2 separate regions of the Mus musculus genome follow, and region 2 is linked to region 1. A link is a contact called in public capture Hi-C data. All regions are on one chromosome and are shown on one strand. The core of a region is the stretch at or near the end of the contact, and the rest is flanking DNA. Distances in the headings are between cores, read along the strand shown. Region 1 overlaps Afap1 (actin filament associated protein 1). Region 2 has its middle 7.7 kb from the start of Gm33114.

Evidence for each region. Capture Hi-C pulls out chosen DNA fragments and counts their contacts.
Region 2: a capture Hi-C map of embryonic stem cells shows a contact between it and region 1, with 2.1 times the contacts expected there. The contact joins two enhancer-like sites. A contact is called at or near these places in 1 of 39 promoter capture datasets (hippocampal neurons), 5 of 115 datasets of contacts at active chromatin or transcription factors (bone marrow-derived macrophages, embryonic forebrain, embryonic hindbrain and 2 more) and 1 of 9 other capture datasets (embryonic stem cells).

Annotation. Positions count from the first base shown.
Region 1 is chr5:35,946,837-35,950,544 of GRCm38.p6, forward strand. Afap1 (actin filament associated protein 1) reads left to right here. Exons shown (of 17, transcript NM_027373.2): 5 at 1,199-1,410. Among named protein-coding and RNA genes, the nearest start is that of Afap1, 55 kb to the left of the region's middle. Within about 2 kb of position 1,670, at least 58 of the 459 cell types and tissues checked have an H3K27ac peak or open chromatin away from gene starts, as enhancers often do. A contact at or near this core is called in embryonic stem cells, where this site is marked.
Region 2 is chr5:36,736,037-36,739,489 of GRCm38.p6, forward strand. No RefSeq gene overlaps it. Among named protein-coding and RNA genes, the nearest start is that of Gm33114, 7.7 kb to the left of the region's middle. Within about 2 kb of position 1,830, at least 77 of the 459 cell types and tissues checked have an H3K27ac peak or open chromatin away from gene starts, as enhancers often do. A contact at or near this core is called in embryonic stem cells, where this site is marked.

The DNA.
Region 1 (3,708 bases), core at 420-2,919:
AATGTGCCATTGTCCCTCTGAAGGATCCTTCCCTGACAGTGCACTGGCCATGTTCCTGCAATAGGAGCTTTGCTAGGTGCTGGCTGGGAGAGCTACCACATACAACAGGATGCTCTCTTCCCAGGGTTCCCAGCTTGGCGTAAAGAGCTGACCTGTGCACACAGTGAGGAGTCTGTTGGAGTGTGTACAGTGTGTCACAAGGGCCTATGACACAGTGTGCTGTTGGCCTGCTCAGGCTGCTGCCTCAAATCACTCTCAGCTCAGAGGCTGGAATGCTGAAATTCTTGGGCCATGCTAGAGTTATCGTACCAGTGCTTTATCTTACAGATGGCCTGTCTTAGAGGTGTGCCTTCTGGACATGTCCTCACCCCCTCCCTTCTTCCCCCCTCTTTCCTCTTGTCCCTTTCTCTCACCACTCCCATTGGATTAGGACTCTACCTTATGGTCGTATTGGTAACAGATTTCATCTGAATCGTAATCCAAAAGCTCCATCAGATGCAGTCATGTTAGCCTAAAGACCTCACTCAGCATGAGAGTCTCAGGGAATCTTGAGCCCATGGTACTGGCCAGAGGGAGCCATAGCTTAATGCTAGACATGAACACACATTATCCCAGGAGAGAGGAGGGAGATGGGGCAGCTCGGGTGTGTACAGAGAGCCCAGAGGAAGAGGGAGCAGGCTATGTGTGGAGAAAGTGTAAGAACTGGGGTGTCCTTGAGTGAGATTTGTTCTGTTAGAGAGATGGGACCAGTCCTGCCCAGATCCAAGGCAAGCCAGTGGGAAGAGGTGGCCTCTGGTGGATCCCAAGTGTACTGAAGGGTCTGTGGGTGGTAGTGTCAACAAGAAGACTGGGGTGGGGGTGGATTTAATCAAGGCCAGATAAAGAGGAGCAGAGGACTCTTCACGGACATGGTTCCCGAGTGACCACCCAAGGCAGGGCACAGTTAATGCTGCCATTGGGGTGACATCATCCTGTTGATGTGAACGAATCTAGAGATTTAAAAAAAAATGAATCTCAATGTTTTAGTCGTTGCATTTGAAGCATTTTGATGTGTTCTCAGTGCCTGACTTGTGCAAGTTTTATCCCCAGTGCCAGGGCGGAAGCCCTTTCTCACTGAAGCCTACGGTGGCTGGAAATAAGGCCAGGTGAGGTGAGCTGGAGGGTCGGCCTCTCACCTCTACCCTTTTCTCCTCCACAGATTATGACTCTGATGCCATGAGCAGTTCCTATGAGTCATATGATGAAGAGGAAGAGGACGGGAAGGGGAAGAAAACTCGGCATCAGTGGCCGTCAGAGGAGGCCTCTATGGACCTGGTGAAAGACGCCAAGATCTGTGCCTTCCTGCTGCGCAAGAAACGCTTTGGCCAGTGGACCAAGCTGCTCTGCGTCATCAAAGACACCAAGCTGCTGGTGAGGAGCCCAGTGGGGCTGTGCCGCCATTGGCAGTCCGAAGTACAGGACCACAACTGGTACATGCAGACGCTACCACAGGGGAGGCAAGCGACGGCCCAGCCCAGCTCAGCCCAGCCCGCTGGCACCTCTTCAGGGAGGGCTCATGGTTCCCCCACACCCAAGTCCTTCCACCCCGCGGGGCCTGTGGCTTGTGTCAGTGGAAATGAGCAGTGTTGAGACTTGCCAGAAACTGCAAGATAGACTTTCTCATTTGTAGCGAGTCAGTAAATTCCTCCCAGCCAGGTCACAGCAGAGGCCGGAGCCTGTGGAGGCGCCTAGGGGAGGGCAGAGGGAAAGGACATTCTTTTGGAAAGTCAAAAGCTTTCCAAAAAGAAGGGTGGGTTTTTTTGTTTTGTTTTGTTTTGTTTTGGAGGCAAAACAGGAAGGTGGAGTACATCCAGAAGCAGGGCGTAGAAGATTCAGGACTCTGGCTACAGGTGCTGTCCCCTTGGGGGTTCCAAGGAGAGGAGCCTTGGAGGCGGCATTCCTGCCCCCAGTCCCCCCAGCTCCCAAGGCCACTTCCGGTAAAAACCAAGGCTGGTCACTGGGTCAGGAGTTTTACTGTCTGCTTTTTGCCTTTTGTCTTTCAAATTAACCTCAGGAAGCAATTGCTCAAAAGTGAGTCCTTAAAGGAGAAAATCTGGGTTTCTCCTTTCCCCACGTGATGGAGCAGATAACACTGTAAGAGAGACCATGGCCCCCAGTGAATTATGGGAGTCTTGCTCGCATTGGCTCTTAGATCACTGGATGTGCTTCTTCTTCTTCTTCTTCTTCTTCTTCTTCTTCTTCTTCTTCTTCTTCTTCTTCTTCTTCTTCTTCTTCTTCTTTTTTTTTTTGTTCAGCCTTTTTAAACGAAGTGCATATTTTTTCCACATGTGTGGCCTGAATTTCTTCCAAATATAGAATATGCCAAAAATGATGCCATTGGGGATTTTAAAGCATGAAAAATATTAACATAGCCCTTCTTTATAATCTGATGCAATCGCTGCAAGATGGTGATATGCTATATGCAGTGATTTAAAATGTACTCCACACTCATGAGAAAGAGCCGTTTTATTTCCAGTGCAGACAGCGGGAGGGCTGATGCAGAGTCAGCAGTTTGGGGCCCAGGTTCCTGGCCCCACACCCGTTGGTCCTCTTCCTCCTCTCTTGCTTTTCTCTGCAGTGAGAGCCCTCTCCCTGCTCTATGATGGTGAGAGCTTTCATAGCTTTCATAGAGCCTACCTTTAAATTGTTGAAGGAATAAATGGAAAATGAGGGAAAACATCATGTAAGACAAAATGCAAGGTGAAACTTGGCCTTTTATTTGATTTTGGCTTTGTTATGACAGAATCTTGCTAGATAGCTCAGGTTAGCCTCAAATTCACTATGTAGCCCAGGCTAGTCTTGAGCTCTGAATCCTTTCTCTTCCATCTCCTGAATGATGAGATTATGAGCAAGTACTACACACATTTGGCTTAAAGTAGTAGTAGTAGTAATTGTTGTTTTGTTTGTTTGTTTGTTGTTGTGCTGTGTGTATGTATGTATGTATGTGTGTGTATGTATGTATGTGTGTGTGTATGTATGTATATGTATGTATGTATGTATTTTTATGTATATGTGTGTATGCATTATCTTCCTTCATAATTAACCCATGATCAACTACTCAGATGAGAGAAAGCATACTTTTCTTTCCTGGAACACCTTGCCTGGCCTCCCCCTGTGGGTGTCACGCTACCTACTCTATTGACTCCATCTCTAGACCTTTTATTTCCATGCCCAGGCAATTCCAGACCTACCCAGTCACCCCCAGACACTCTGCCCACTCACTGAAGTATCTGTCTCCTAGCTGGTGGGTATCACTGGAAGAGCCTCTCCACTGGATGGACTCTGAGGCCAAGTCACCTTTCTTCCTGGGGTCTGCCTGTACCTAGTGCTGAGGGAGTCAAGGGGCAGAGCCAGCGGGCTTCCAGCTCCAGGGCCCTGGGCTCTCTATGAATTTCGCTTGAACTGAGTCCTGCCTGGTCTTCCTTCCTCAGGCTCTTTGCAGCAGCCTTGGGGGACTCCTGTTTGGAGGTGGCCTGGGCTTGCCTCCCAGGATCTCCAGACAGTACTAGCATTCCAGGTGGTTGTGAGCCAACTGCTGTGGGTGCTGGGGACAGGGCTTAGGCTCGCTACAAGGGCAGTGCGCACTTTTAAGTGCTGAGCCATTTCTCCAGCACCAAGTGTCGTTATCATTACCTAGTCTGCCCACAGTAGCTCTATGCAGTTGCAACA
Region 2 (3,453 bases), core at 580-3,079, 790 kb after region 1:
CATCCGTTCACAGCCTTGAACAATTTCAAATAGGTTGTTCCCTCTGTCCCCTCCCGCAACCCTGAAAGTGATTGTTTTGGAAGCCAAATTCAAAGGTGGATTCTTCTCAGCAGAGACTCCGTTATCTGTAGTAGCAGAAAGAAATGGAACGTGGGAGGGGCACAGTGAGGACAGCTTGGGAGCCCAGATAAGGGTGGAGCCTGTGTCCTGAGCCAACTCTGGAAGCCATCTTGGAGGGCAGGGCTGGTGGCGGCAGGCTGGCCCTGGAGAAAATGATTTTCTTTCCCAAACAAGCTGGGTTACTATGGTACAACAGCAGACAGATGTCGGAAGATGCTCTGATGGGCTGCCACGGCGCAGCTTGGCTTTTAAAAATCACTCTTGGAGCTTGGCAAATGAAGGATATTTTTATTTTTATCACCCCAGTATTCATTTGTCCTTGAAACTATTCACATTAAAAATTGCTACGAGTTTATTGCAGACAGAACAGAAAACAGAAAAAAGGTGAAGACCTGACAAAAGTTAGCTTTAATTCCTTCATCTGCAAACAGTCTATTTTTGCGTGTATTTTTTAGAGGCTGCAAGAAGAGAGACCACACCTGTGCAATGAACATTCAGGTAGTTTCTAGTCTTCCTCTGTTACTGACATACAAGTGATGTCAGCTGCGTACAGGGGTGCTGACCAAAACGATGACTTTCTGAAAGTGTGATTTCTGAGACAGTTTCTCCTATTACAGTAAAAGCACTATAATGATTATCATTGTACTTATTTGTAGCAATATGAAGCCAAGCCAATCTTGCCAGCTGAACACCTCTGGGCTTGCGTGAGGCCGTTTTCAGTCACAGACCTCTCTAGATTCTCTGGGTCAAATGATTTGGCAGGCTTCTTCTTCCAGCAAGCCCTCCATTTCTTCCCACAGCTTGGCTTACAAATGCCCAGGAAGGAGAATCTCCTTCCTGGCTCTGAATTTTCCAGGTCCCGTGGTCCTGCCTCTGGGAAATGAGCCCTTGGAGTCAAATAAAGCGTGTGCCCAAGCTGGAGGGTAGTGGCACACACCTTTAATCCCATGGTCAGAAGGCAGAGGCAGGCGGATCTCTATGAGTTCAAGGTCAGCCTAGTTCCAGGAGAGCCAAGGCTACATAGAGAGACCCTGTCTCGAAAAACCAAATCAACCAAACAAAAAAGCCTGTGCCTTTGATCTTTATTGCTGACACTCGTTACTGACTCAGACCGAATCCAGACCCTGCACACCTAAGGCGAGTTCCACATGCCCTGCCCCTCCACAGTCTGTCACACATAACACCTGTTAGTGCCTCTACTTACTAAATCACAGTCCCTCTCTTGGGACTCCAGTGCTTGCCTGCCTGGCCCTTCTCAGCCACTCTGCTTAGGGATCAGGAACTCCTGTGCTCCCTCCCCTGGCCCAGCCCATCACCTAGTACTCACTTGTTGCTCTCCCCTCCCCATCCTTCTCCCTGCCATCACCAGTGGCAGGCTAGAGGCTTCAGAGCTATCTCTATACCCAGAAGTTCCTGAGGTGCAGCTCAGCAGAGGAGCCCTTTCCTGACATGCCGAAGATCAGAGTTTGATCCCCAACACCAAACGGACCAACAAAACTACAAACTCTATCATGTTATCACTTGGTGCCTAAGGTTCTGACCTACCCAGCCTAAGCATGAACCTCTAGAGGTAGCAGGTTCATTGTTTACTCCACAGAAATGGTCACTAGGTGGGTACCCCGAGTTGCTTTTACTGAATACCAGGGACAGAGGATGGGCAAGCCAGGGCAGGCCTGGCCTAGCCCAAGGCCTTTGTAATGGGAATAGGTAGAATTGCTGTCTCCATGGAGAAGGGCAGGGCAGGGCAGGCGCTAGACAGAGGGGATAGGGAGAGAAGTAGAGAATGCAGATGGAGCTGTCCATCCTAGGAGGTACTTCAGGCCCAGTGAGTAGCAGGCGTAGGGATTCTGAGGTCCTGCATGCCACCCTGACGTGGTTGCTCAAATCACACTCATGGTGCAGTGTTGTAAGGGTCAGGCCTAGGACTGGCATCTGCTCCAGAAATCTGCCCTGCCTCTGACCTGATTATGTGGTTAAAACCCCATTATAGGCAAGGATTCCTGCTGGATGGGGACTCAGTCTCTCTCCTGCTCCTGTCCCCCTGTCTCCTCAGTTAAGCAGTTGGCCATGGTTGCTTGATGGATTTATAGACTAACTTGGTGGCTAGTTTGTTCCTCTGATGAGCCAGTCTTGGCCATAGCTTTCTCTGAGCCTGGAAATATACTAAGCCCCGGGCAAGTGGGACCTACATAGGTCCTCCCTCTTCTCTTAGGCCTACTCTTTGCAGGGATGTCCAAACTTCTGACACTGTGATTTGATATTGTAGTTTATGTGTCACACTCTGTTGGTGGCTCTCCTGGATGCAAACAGCCCTAGGGCCTCAGGTTGGGTGGGCACTTGAGAGTCTAGAGATAAGACAGAAAATGCACACAGGGAAAACCAACAGGGCAAGATGACAGAGAGAGGGGCCTTCAGCTGTGTATGTCCATTAGGCAGGAAACAGGGGGACTTTGGCTTAGTCTTGAAGAATGATTAGGCCATCTTATAAGGGCCAGACGGTCTTCCCAAAGGCCCTGTGCATTTGATGTATTGGAGCTCAGTATTGGAGCCTGCTTTCTCTGCTTGTTGGAAATGCCTTTTGCCTGTAACAAATTGACCCTAATTTGAAGGGGTTGCCAACAGAGAGGTGTCTCCATCTCTGGCCACACACAGTGCTTGTGTCTTCCTGGAAACCAGCTCTATGCAGCTGGCATGGCCTCCTCCCCGGGCAGGCTCTGAGCAGCGAGCCGCTGTGTGGTAAGGAGAACAAGGCTACATTATGAGAGTTTCACAGGCTGGCTGTGGACAAACAGAAGGCCTGAGTGTGCCCAGGGACAGCAGCCTGCTTAGAATAGATCACTGAGTTTGGCTCTGAGCGGGCAGGAAAGTAGCCAACAAGAACCAGGTCTTTATGAGGGGAAGGCCCAGCTTGGCACGGGCTGTGAGTGTGTACACCTGCCATCCCTCTGCAGCCTTTGACAGGCCTCCGGCTCTGGGTGGCCCACAGGCATGCACACATGCAGCAAACAAGCTTACAGATAGACCGTCTGCAGCAGCATGAGCTTCCAGCTTCCTCCCCTCTGCCTCCCACTCCAGGACACAGGCAACTAAAGCCAGTGGACAATGAGAGCAGCCTGGGGGGCTCTGTGCTCAGGTCGTGAAGCGGGCAGCTCCTCCATCAGTCCAGGACTGGTGCTTTGGCAGCCCCTCCGACCGAGTTGGAGACGAGGGATCAGATAACAGCAATCCTGTGACCAATTTCAGAGCTGATAAAAGACATGAGCCATGGAGCCAAGACCTGCCCGAGCCCAGGCCTGGTTCACACTGATGTGGGTGGACAGCTCCTCTCTCTGG